3 separate regions of the Mus musculus genome follow, and regions 1 and 2 are each linked to region 3. The links are chromatin contacts, called in public Hi-C maps. All regions are on one chromosome and are shown on one strand. Each heading gives the region's core, a stretch centred on a gene start, on an enhancer-like site or on the middle of the called end of the contact. The rest is flanking DNA. Distances are from core to core; before and after follow the strand shown. Region 1 overlaps Enthd1 (ENTH domain containing 1). Region 2 overlaps Enthd1 (ENTH domain containing 1). Region 3 holds the start of Fam83f (family with sequence similarity 83, member F).

Region 1 (3,817 bases), core at 970-3,469, 170 kb after region 3:
TTCCATTACACTATGTTTATAACCGCTCTTGGTGGGCTTTCCTTCAGCAGCAGGGACTGTCCACCCCTCCACTCTCCTGCACCAAAGTTTGGCAAGTTCCTTAAAAATCCCACTGGAGTTTTGATGGGCACAGAATTGAATCTTTAAGTCAATTTAGAAGAAATGACGTCTTTATAATAGCAATGCATCTCATTGCCTTAATCCTTACCTTCTGTATTTATACTTTTCACAGACAGGTGTCTTGTGATCTTGGCTAGATTTGGTCCCTTGTGCTTAATGTGCATGTACTTTCAGTGCAAGATGGTACACTTATGAAATTTCAACTTAAGGTCTAAAACTTCACTTCAGATTTGGAATTTCGGTCTTTTCTGGGATAGCAATCTGCCACGTATTTGGCCGTGGTACTGGCTGGAGGCTGAGAGCCGAGTCCTCAGTCAGCCCTGTGGTCTTATGGGGCTCTCTCTCCAAGGTGCTCTGCAGGGTTCTAAGAGGGCAGCTGAGCTCGGCATATTCCTGCACTGTCAGTTTGCTCTGTGGTCAGTTGACAACAGCTTGATCAGGTCTGCCTCATGGGGCTTGGCTCGAGTCTTGAGACATACCTTTGTTTTCATGGCTACTCCAAGAAGCTTCATTTGATACATTTCATTTTCTGTTTGTTGATGGTGCAGATGAGTGGAATTATTATTTTTTGTATATTGATTATACCCTTAAACTCTTAGCAGTTTCCCTGATTTATGGATAGATCCTTCTGAGCATCTCATGTTGGAAACCACATCATCTGTAAATAATGGCAGACTTAGTTCTTCACTGGCAAACTCTGAAACTCTTGTGTTTGGCTCTCCCATCCCTGCCCCCCCCCCCCACACACACACTCCACACACAGCTGGGTAACAGCACGGCCAAGGCTTCTGAGACCTGGTTCATACCTACAAGAGGTTGGTGTCAACCCCAATTCATCGGAGACATTCGCTGTGCACTGTACACTGTAGATCCCCATTGTCAATTTATCAGCAGTTTTTTTTATCAAGACTATATTTCAGATTTTCTCCACTTAGCATCTATTTTGATACCTACAGATTTCTCTCTTTTAGACTATCAATTTTCATAAATTATTGATTTCTAAATATTAAAGCAACCTTGAATTTCAGAGAGAACCCTCAATTGGCCTGGCAAATTCCCTTTTCTGCTTATTTCTGGATTTGGTTTAGCAGTGTTTTGTTCAGGAGCTAAGCACGCATGTCTCGAGTGGCATTAGGCTGATCTTCTCTCAGCTTCTCTTCGTTGTGTTATGATCCTGGAGGTGTTTTCTTTTTACCTCCTGGATGGAGCTGTGCAGTGCTGCAAGGCGAGGCGCTGAGAGGCACAAGGGGAGACCTGTAAACATTCTGACAGTGTGCTCTGTCCTCAAGCCTACAGGCAGGCAGGGATGGCTCTCCCATATGGATCCCACCTTGCTGGATTGGAAGATGTCCATGTGAACCCACCTTGCTCTGCACCTCACTTGGGGCACGGCGTTATCCTCCAGTCTAAGCAGTTTGGGTAGTAGTGTTCATGGTCAGGAGAGCACCCTTCATGGTAAAGAGATCACCCTATGAGGGAAAGTTTCTGTCACTGCAGCCTCATCTGCAGGGCAGTTCAAAGTCTTAGCATCCCTGTTTCTCAGCCACAGCCCACTGAGCAACACAGCCCAGCCAGCAGCCATTGCCTCTGACTGAACAGAGCATTCCCCAGCTGATGTGGGAGTGCCTGTTCCACAGTGGATGTCTTCTGGCACGCCTGTGTTCATAGGGACATGAGTGTCCTCGCTTCAAGTACATGTCCTCAGGGTTCCGTCTACCAACCTTCTTGTTGGTAAGAGAACAAATGTCTGACCACAAAACAACAAGTAACCGAGTCCCCCCAACAAAACAATCTTCTTATCTTATCCTTTCCAAGCCCCTGGTGAGGACCCTGCAGCCACTGCTCATGCATTCCTGTTGATGCTTCTCCACATCTTGCCTTTCTCCTTGCTTCATATGAAGATCTTCTTCCTGCAGTTCTGTCTATGGGAAGAGTTTTCCTGTTTAAGTTCAGGGGCATTATGAGTGGGGCTGTAATTGGTCCCTTCACTTCTGAGCAGTGTTATGCAGGCTTCCTTAGAAACTAGTCCCGTCCTTGTCTGAGATGGTTTGTATATGCTTGGCTCAGCACTTTTAGGAGGTGTGGCCCTGTTGGGATAGGCGTGTCACTGTGGCCGTGGGTTTAAGTTCCTCATTTTAGCTGCCTGGAAGTCAGTATTCTACTAGCAGCCTTCAGATGAAGATGTAGAACTCTCAGTTCCTCCTGCACCATGCCTGCCTGGATGCTGCCATGCTCCCACCTTGATGATAATGGACTGAATCTCTGAACCTGTAAGCCAGCCCCAATTAAATGTTGTCCTTCTAAGAGTTGCCTTGGTCATGGTGTCTGTTCACAGCAGTAACACCCTAGTTAAGACGTTGGTCCCTCCCCATAGCTGCAGTGCTCTCCATGAATCTGTGGGGGTAGGCTGAGGGAGCTGCAGTTGTGGTGTGGCATCTCTGCCACCAGCCTGTGGTGCTTTCACGGGCTCTGAGCTGGCGTGACTTATGTCATGTGCACCAATCTAATTTGCCAGTGGAATGCTGCTGTGTGCATCTAGCTTTGTGCTCCACGGATCAGATAACAGTCATTTGTTGGGGGGGACACGGTTACTTGTTGTTTTGTGGTCAGACATTTGTTCTCTTATCAGGGCCCCATCATAAGCCAAGAGTTGTTTTTCAAGTAGACAGTAATAATAGGCAGAAAGCATGGCCTTGCACCAGTGCTATCGAGGCCAGCCCTGTGGTTTTCTTCCAGGGCCTGTAAGAGGTTCTATGCCTGTCTGCCTGAGGCACTTGCACTTGGCTGGCTAGCAGATTGTAGTGGCACTATTGGGGCTCCAGATACCAGTGTCCCTTCAGAGCAACTACACATAAGATAGGGGAACGTGTATATTTCCCTTTCTATGACAGCTGTAAATGTCTCCCGGTGCCTCTAGAGAAGGCTGTGTGTGTGTGTGTGTGTGTGTGTGTGTGTGTGTGTGCATGTGAGTATTCACACCTAGCCCTATTCATGCAACATAGTATCACACTTTCATCTCACCGTGTCTTTATAGATGCAGGGAGGCCTTCTTGGATATTAAGCATCCCCAGCCCCCAGCCACCACTAATGGAGCCTTTCTCTTCCCCGTGAGTGTTCTCTGTAATACTTCTCAGCATCTGGCATGCTGCATAGCTTATGAGCCTATCTAAAGGCATGTGACCCTCAGGTGTCACAGTGACCCCGCCACTAGTACAGCACCAGGTTTGGACCCCGCTATTAGTCAATTCTAAATGCGTGTGTTGCTTTTCCAGGCTGTGTGAAATTTGCATGTTCTCTTCATGACCAGGCTCATTTCTTAGTGCCTTTTGTTTGAGGGCAGTCATCATGTTCCTTCATTTCTTCCATGAATGTCCATTATGCCAATCATCAGAGCATAGCAAAGCATGTCTGAGATTATGAACTGGTGGTAGAATACAGAATGTTATCAGCATAGTAACTATGTAATGTGGTTGGTATAAGAAATCCAATTAAACTCATTTAGAACTCACCTTTTCTTCCTTTTATTCAAAAATATGAGAATGGATGACATGAATTAAACAATAAAAGGCTTTCATTGAAGTGAGTGAATAGACAGAAGGAACCCAACTACCTGAGTGAAGACAAGGCTAGTAACTGCTTCACATGGAGGACTTGCAGGGTAGGAGTGGTCTCAATATACTGGGTTCATGTATGAAAT
Region 2 (3,614 bases), core at 147-2,646, 150 kb after region 3:
CTAACTCTGGGATTTCTAAGTGCACAAGCTGCACCTGGCTTTTATGTGGGCCATGGCCATCCCAACTCAGGTCCTCGTGTTTACACAGCAAGTCCTTTACCAACTGAGCCATCTCTCTATCACCTGGGTGTTTTCTGAAAACTTAAAACAAAACAAGAAACAACCTAGCCTCAATTGTGTTGCCCAGGAAGGCCTCCGAGCTGGACCTGAGCGCTCCTCCTGCCCCAGCCTCCCTAAACTACAGTATATTCCACCATCCTGGTTCTGACGAGTACTTCAAAGTAATCGATACACCTTTGCTGACATCACCACCGAGAGGACCCTGCTGATCTACGGTGACAGCTGGGGGAGCAGTGGGGTGGTTTGGATGTGTGCGTTTACAGGGCATCTCAATGCCAGAGCCACAGTTGCGCTGATAGTGTCTTGTAGTCAGAGCTCGGTATCTCATCTAAGAGCTATCACGGGGCCCATCAGTTCTGCTTCGAGGTATTATCTGGGCTCTGCAGGCTCAGTGGGATCTCCATCTCTCCAGATAGTCTCTAGGGAGTTCCACAGCTGCAGTGCTGAGCAACTCAGCAACCAGTGAGTCCCTGGCATCACTTCCTGTCCCCTCTCCACACTTTCCTCAGAGGCTCCTTAGTCACAGCCCCATCCTCCATGGCTCATGGTTCCACAGCCTTAGTTGCTGGATTGTGATGGTGCCAGAGGGGCTTCATTTCTTCTGAGGAACCAAATGTGTGCACTCACCTCTTCCTTAACTTGTGGGAGTCTAGAGCACATGTTGCTTAGTCATGAAGTCTGATGAGGCACACTCACACTCACTTCCAGTATTGTGCGATCTGATATCGAGGGAGGAAGACCACGAATGTCTGTGGGCTTTCTGCAGCTTGACTGCCGTTCTTCATGCCCACAGGTAGCCTCGTAGTATTTTAACCAGCGTGCTGCCTCATTTTAACTTGATCTGGCCTAGAATCACCTAGGAAGAGTCTCGGTGAGGAATTTTCTAGATCAGGGTGGCCAATGGGCCTGTCTGTGAAGGACTGTCTGTCTTCATTGTTAATTGAGGTGGGCAGACCCACCCTTAATGTGGATGGGGCCATGGCCTGAATCGGGTTCTGAGCTGTGTGAGAGTGGAAAAAGCTCACTGTGCACAGGCAAGCAAGCCAGCCAGCAGCACAAGAGACTTCATTTCTCTGCTCTCCACTATGGCTGGGCTGTGACTAGCTGCTGCAGTTTCTGCCTTGTAAGCCAAATAACCCTTTCTTGTCTCTCCTCTCCCCCGCAGCCCCCCTCCCTCGGTCGCAGCAACAGAAGTGAAATGTGATTCTGGGCCAGAACACATCCGTGCTGCGTGCTGCTCTCATGAGTTCCTCAGAAGGGAATTAATCTACCCCCGTGCTGTCTGTCAAGCCCGACCCATGGCATTTCAGAGATAATTCTACTGCTGAGTACTGAAGGAGCAGTTACAGTTTCTGATTAAACCTCAGGAAAGCAGATAGATGACAGAAGTCCCGAGTCCCCGCTGTTTGCCAGGATTAATTAGAAAATCTCTAAGTCAGAAATAAGTCCGTTTTAATTACTCATTTTCATGTAAGTTTACAACAAAATGGAAAACTACAAACATACATGAAAGGTTCTCATTACCTCTTCAGGATCTGGCACCTACTGTCCCTGTGCCTCTGCCAGAAATGATTTCTGTCCTGTTTATTGGGATTCGCACCACCCGTCAAAGCCCCTGGTGTTATAGTTAGTTCTTTCCCAGAAGCCTGTCTGTTCGAGGAGCTTAACTTCCTACCAGGCCCTGGGCTTGTTGAAGGGAGAGCCCGTCTCATGCCGACCTATTGCTTCTAAGACATTTTCATGTATAATGTTAGACTTATGAACTTCTTCACAAAGTTTTGGGTTAAAATGTGGAATTTTATAAGAGGGAATAAACATAAAGTCTAGTATGTTATAAATATTATAAATATAGACATAAAAAGAAAACAAATCTGGCATGGTGGTACATACCAGTAATCCCAGCTACTTAGGAGGCTGAGGTAAGGCTATCATGAGTTCAAGGTCAGCCTGAAGTACATAGTAGGACTCCCAAAATAGAGAGTCCTTGCCTAGCATTCATATAATATCTGGTTCAATTCCCCATTACTGGAAAAAAAAAAGAAGAGAAGAAGAAAATGATACCACATGTATGTTCTCAGTGATTTTTATTTTTAATTAAGTGTGTCTCTGTTTGTGTGTGTCTCTGTGTGGGTTTGTGCGCATGAGTGAGAGCTCGTGGGACTTACAAGAGGGCATCAGATGCCCCTGGAGCTGGGGTTACAGCTGATTTCAGATGTGTGTCACCTGATGTGGGTGCTGGCAACCAAGTTCAGTTCTTCAGCAGTAGCAGTGCATGCTCTGGCCACTGACCACACCCACCTCTCTCACATCTTAAGGGGCATAAGTACCATTAGAATTGAGACTTGCAGCACATCACTGGAGGGAAACATAGGGTCCTTATCTATGGAAACTGTCATTCCTTTCTCTTGCTAAGGTCGGATTTGGTTTCACATCTCTCACAGAGTCTTACCTTTATATGTAGTGTTTGCATGTGTGAAAGTCTCCTCAAAATATCAAATATGTGCAAAAAGTGTGCTTTGGAAGAAGAATCCCACTGTAGAGCCCAGGCTGACTTCATACTTAACCGTCCCTCTGTCCCCAGTGCTGGGCTTACACACATGCAGCCTCTGTGCCAGGCTGGACTGACTTCCAGCACACAGCCTATCAAAGCCCTTGGATTCATATATTCTTAGAAGTACTTATCACACATAAAGAATCCAACGTAACTGGAAACACATGCTTTTATGAGCTAAGCACAGCCATTACCCACATCTGAGTACCATCCACTGCTCGCTGTAAGCACCATACAATGTCTATTTTATTTCATGGTTTTTGTACACATAAATGCTTTAAAAACCTGTTCATATAAATCAAAGCCAGAAGTAGAAGGTACTGTACTGCAGCACTGTCAATCAGTCCTGTGCTTTCCTTCTAAGTAACGTGCCAACAATTATCTAGTGACTTATTAGAGAAATATTTCCTATCTCTTGTCAGCTATAACGTGATGAAGTCTTTCATGTTTTTGAAAGCAAAGAGTTGAGAACACATTGTTTGGGGAAAGATTTTTTTAAAACAGTCATTAGGAGTAATTTATTTTTTTAGCTTCTGGGAATAATACAAAACACTCTTTATTAAAATGTATCAACTATTAATTAAACTTTTACTCTAACCTGACATAATCAGAAATTGCAGGGCAAATGAAAACGCTCCTTGCCCTATGGCTGTCAGTGCAATGGACTTTGCAGAAACTGATTTTACAGTGCATGCTGTTTCCAGTTCTTGGTAACTGCAGACTTGGTTTATGTAATTCTGGAAAAATATCTACCGTATAATCTAGTTGGCAAATGCAGCCTTCATTGTCAAAACGGTAAATTGAATTGGATTTCAAATGGCTTTTTCTCCATAAAATACCCTACATATTTATTCTAATAAATATAAATATTTCTATTACTTTCAATCTCTACATCCTTTACAATTATCATATTTCATGCACTTATTTGGGGTGTGTAAGTGCC
Region 3 (3,565 bases), core at 479-2,978:
CACAAAGTTAGGTAACAACAGTGGACCCAAGCCTCTAGTTGCACATTCTGATCTGGGCATCAAAGGTTGTTGGCGTTGCTTAATAAATCCCAGTGGCCTGGGGGTGGGGGATGCTTGCCCTCAACCCTGACTACCTGCATTCAACTTTAAGAACCCACATACATGGTAGCAGGAGAGAACAGACTCCCCAAAGATGTCCTTTGACATCCATATGTGCCAGGACACCCCAAACACAATACATGCATGGGATAAAAGTATGTCTATCACCTCTCAGTCTTTAGAAGGTAAAATAATATCTGTCCCATTAAATCTGAATTTAGGTAAATGAAAAGTCACTTTTAGCATCAATGCAGCCGCCGTGCAGCTTATTTGGAATAAAAAGATACAAAAAGACCTATTTGAAGTTTGAATTTAATGCAATAGCCCACATTTTATCTGGAAACTACCCAAGTACCCAAGGGCACAGAGGAAAAGATTAGTCTTTCACCTACCCCACAGCCAGCTGTCCAACTGGTATTCTAACCAGGCTCCTTGGAAACATCTCTCAACACCCAAGCAGAGCAGATGGGCAAAGTAGGAGCCTCTTCCTGAGCTTGGTCCAGTGCTTTGTGGGAGCACCCAACACTGGGCCAAGCCACTGCTAGAGCTTAAAATAGCGTTCCTCATTCATTTGAGCCTGCTTGGGCTCTAGTGCCAAGCCCAGGAGAGGATGATAATGGGAAAGTCGGGTTGTTTGGGGGAGAAAGGCTCCTAAGAAAAGCTCATCTGGCCCAGAGGGGAAGGGAGGCTATTACCAACTTCATGCGATTGTGAAGATCAAATAGGGAAACGGCCGAGGATACGCCTTGTAAATAAATCCCTGGTGATAGTTCATGATCAAGCCCTTTGAGTGGCTAGTTTAGCACAGGGCCTCACAACTGTCACACTGCCCAAGGAAGATGGATGGTGACAGAGGTATACCAACACAAGGCTAGCGCACCTAGACACTGTAGTAAGAAAAACCAGTGCTTTGCCACGAACTTACACATCCATCTTTCAAAAGGTCTCATCACAGCTGCACAAGGTGAGCGCCAGCGGGGGTCCATTTCCCAGAGGATGGTGAGAGTGGCCCGCAAGTGAGACCAGGCAGGGGAGTGTGTGTGTGTGTGGGGGGTCCCTCTGGTGCAGGACTGGGGCCCGAGGCCTACCTTCTGGGCCTGCTGGATCATCTGCCTGACCACCTGCTTCAGGTGCGGTGCCTTCTCTTCTTTGGGCGGGTGGGTGAAGAGCGTGACTCGGCTCACACCGCGGTAGAAGTTGGTGTCTGTCCACCCCAGGTCCAGTGGGGGCACTTCGGTGTCCGAGCGGTCTGGCCAGTAGGCCAGGGACTCAGTGGGCTGGGCCGGGACCTTGGCCTTGGCCTTAGCCTTGGCACGGGTGCTGGAGACTGCCTCCTCGTAGGGGCTCCAGGCGGCGCAGAGGGCCTGGCGCTCCTGGCTGGAGAGGAAGTCCCGCAGCCGCTCCTTCTTGACCAGTTCGCGGTAGGCCTGCTCGCCTCCACCCAGCAGCGCCTCCAGCGCGGCCCGCCGCCTCTCGCAGTAGTAGAAAGCTGCATGTGCCTCGGTCACCCTCTCGTTCACGTGCGCCTCGTCCAGGCAGCTCAGTTGGGACTCGGCCATGGCGCCCCAGCCCTGTCCCGGGGCCCCAGGCTCGGACCCTGCTGTCCCCACCGCCGCACCTGGAGCGCTCGAGGGGCGGGGCGCCTCACCTGGCCGCGAGGTCCGCCTCGGCCCGCCCAGCGATCGCCAGTCGGCCAATCGGCGCGGGCCCCGGTGCGGGCGCGGCCGTCGGGCGGAGAGGGACCGCCGCCTCTGCAGGGCTTGCGGGGACCTCACGGGCGGCTCAGCCGACGCCCTGCGTCTCTGGCCTACTTAGCCCGGCTGGGGTGCAGAGTGTCGGCGTGGAAGTGAAAGCCCGGCTGTGGTCAGAGGCACGTGCGGCCTTTGAGTCACGCCCGCCTCCCAGCTGCGACCCATCAGTGCAGGGAAGGTCGGCGACCTGACCCCTTTACGCCTCCAGCACCCTCGGGACTCAGCCCCGCGGGTACAGCCTCATCTTCCCGCAGGCAGGGCCCAGAGCACGTGTTCTAGTCCGGACGCCTGCGGAATTTAGTAGCATCCTGACCCACTCCGGCCTTCAGGGTCCAAGTGTGTGTGCTGTTGGGCTAGATCGTCGGACTGTGTAGGGGGCAGTCTGTGTGGGAAAGCAAAGATGCTAATGAAATCCCTAGTTCTCCCGCCCACGCGTCCCAGTTCTGAGATCAGAGGCCTCCAGGGGCTGTCAATTCAACACCAACACCGTCACTACAAAATTTTTTTCTCCTAAAAGAATCACCCAAATAGCAAAGATGTAAGCAGGAGGCAGTGGATTTGCCCCTCATTTTAATTTGAAGTGGTGTGTGCGTGTGTTTGGGCCTGATAGGCTGCCAGAGGCCTGATTACTATATTAGCGATTCAAAATACATGTTTGAGCCCAAGGAAGGAAGCTGAGCACAGACACGCGCGTGCACACCACCACCATCACCACCAGAGGATCTGCTGTTTCCCATTGGATTAAATACAATCTTCTTAGTCATTAACATATTATTTTGTTCGTGTGCTGCTGTACAATTTTGATTCTCCACATTCAAAATATTTTCAGATCATAGCAACCAAAGGTTCACATTTCTCTCATTTTGTAGCACAGCGACTTGGAGCTGGAAGGAGCTTTAGAAATGAGTCCAACCCCCTCATTTCACAAACGAGGAAATTGAGGCCTAGAAATAAATGCTTTTCTATATCTCCCGAGAAAGGAGCGGCTAAGCAAAGGAACTGCTATGCTCTCTGCGGTGAGGGAGGTCCTTTCCCAACATGTGGCCTCCTTTGCTTGTTCTTATAAAGAAACAGAGGTTATTGGGGTTATTAGGGGTGTGTATGAAGGAGTCAATAGGCATCTCTCTCTCTCTCTCTCTCCCTCTCTCTCTCTCCTTCCTTCTATCTCTCTCTCACTCCTTCCTTCTCTCTCTCTCTCTCACTCCTTCTCTCTCACTCCTTCCTTCTCTCTCTCTCTCTCTCTCTCTCTCTCACTCCTTCCTTCTCTCTCTCTCTCTCTCTCTCTCCCCCTCCCTCCCTCCCTCCTCTGTGCTTGGGATAAAACTCAGGGCTTTGGAAAATTAGGAAAGGGCTCTTTCATTGATCTATACCCCACAGCCCCGTTGATGGTCTGGAGAAATGAGTGTTTAGATTGTCTGCAGGGATTGGAGACATGGTTAAGAGCACTGGATGCTTCCCAAAGGACGTGGGCCTATATGGTGGCACACAACCATCAATAGCTCAAGTCCCAGAGCATCTCTGACACTCTCTTCTGTTCTCTTCAGGCACTTGCTATGCATATGGTACATAGACATAACTGCAAACAAAACATCCATACACATAACAATTTTTTTAAAAAATTAATAAAAAAGTAAACTGCAGGGTTTGTGACAATAGTCACTGCTGGCATTGGGGATGTCGAGTAACAGCAAACCTGCCTGTTCCCTCAAATGTTC

What was found. A called contact is a pair of places that touch in the nucleus more often than the background predicts.
Region 1: a contact with region 3 is called in a Hi-C map of bone marrow-derived macrophages, with 37 read pairs. The contact joins the enhancer-like site here to the promoter of Fam83f in region 3. A contact is called at or near these places in 15 of 39 promoter capture datasets (the C10 cell line, HPC-7-derived erythroid cells, cranial neural crest and 10 more), 7 of 484 Hi-C or Micro-C datasets (CD4 T cells, bone marrow-derived macrophages, cortical neurons and 3 more), 9 of 115 datasets of contacts at active chromatin or transcription factors (T-cell acute lymphoblastic leukemia, craniofacial prominence, embryonic stem cells and 4 more) and 4 of 9 other capture datasets (embryonic stem cells, liver, macrophages and 1 more).
Region 2: a Hi-C map of nephron progenitors shows a contact between it and region 3, with 1.5 times the contacts expected there. The contact joins the enhancer-like site here to the promoter of Fam83f in region 3. A contact is called at or near these places in 6 of 39 promoter capture datasets (cranial neural crest, embryonic stem cells, maxillary cranial neural crest and 2 more), 5 of 484 Hi-C or Micro-C datasets (B cells, CD4 T cells, cortical neurons and 2 more), 6 of 115 datasets of contacts at active chromatin or transcription factors (T-cell acute lymphoblastic leukemia, craniofacial prominence, embryonic stem cells and 2 more) and 3 of 9 other capture datasets (adipose tissue, embryonic stem cells and liver).

What each region holds. Positions count from the first base shown.
Region 1 is chr15:80,496,328-80,500,144 of GRCm38.p6, reverse strand. The region is part of intron 4 of Enthd1 (ENTH domain containing 1); the gene reads left to right. Among named protein-coding and RNA genes, the nearest start is that of Gm23220, 40 kb to the right of the region's middle. Within about 2 kb of position 2,219, at least 45 of the 459 cell types and tissues checked have an H3K27ac peak or open chromatin away from gene starts, as enhancers often do. A contact at or near this core is called in bone marrow-derived macrophages, where this site is marked.
Region 2 is chr15:80,515,928-80,519,541 of GRCm38.p6, reverse strand. All of the region lies in intron 2 of Enthd1 (ENTH domain containing 1), which reads left to right. Among named protein-coding and RNA genes, the nearest start is that of Enthd1, 43 kb to the left of the region's middle. Within about 2 kb of position 1,396, at least 73 of the 459 cell types and tissues checked have an H3K27ac peak or open chromatin away from gene starts, as enhancers often do. A contact at or near this core is called in T-cell acute lymphoblastic leukemia, cortical neurons, craniofacial prominence and 2 more, where this site is marked.
Region 3 is chr15:80,670,010-80,673,574 of GRCm38.p6, reverse strand. It overlaps Fam83f (family with sequence similarity 83, member F), which reads right to left and starts at 1,728. Exons shown (of 5, transcript NM_145986.2): 1 at 1,188-1,728. The coding sequence starts at 1,658.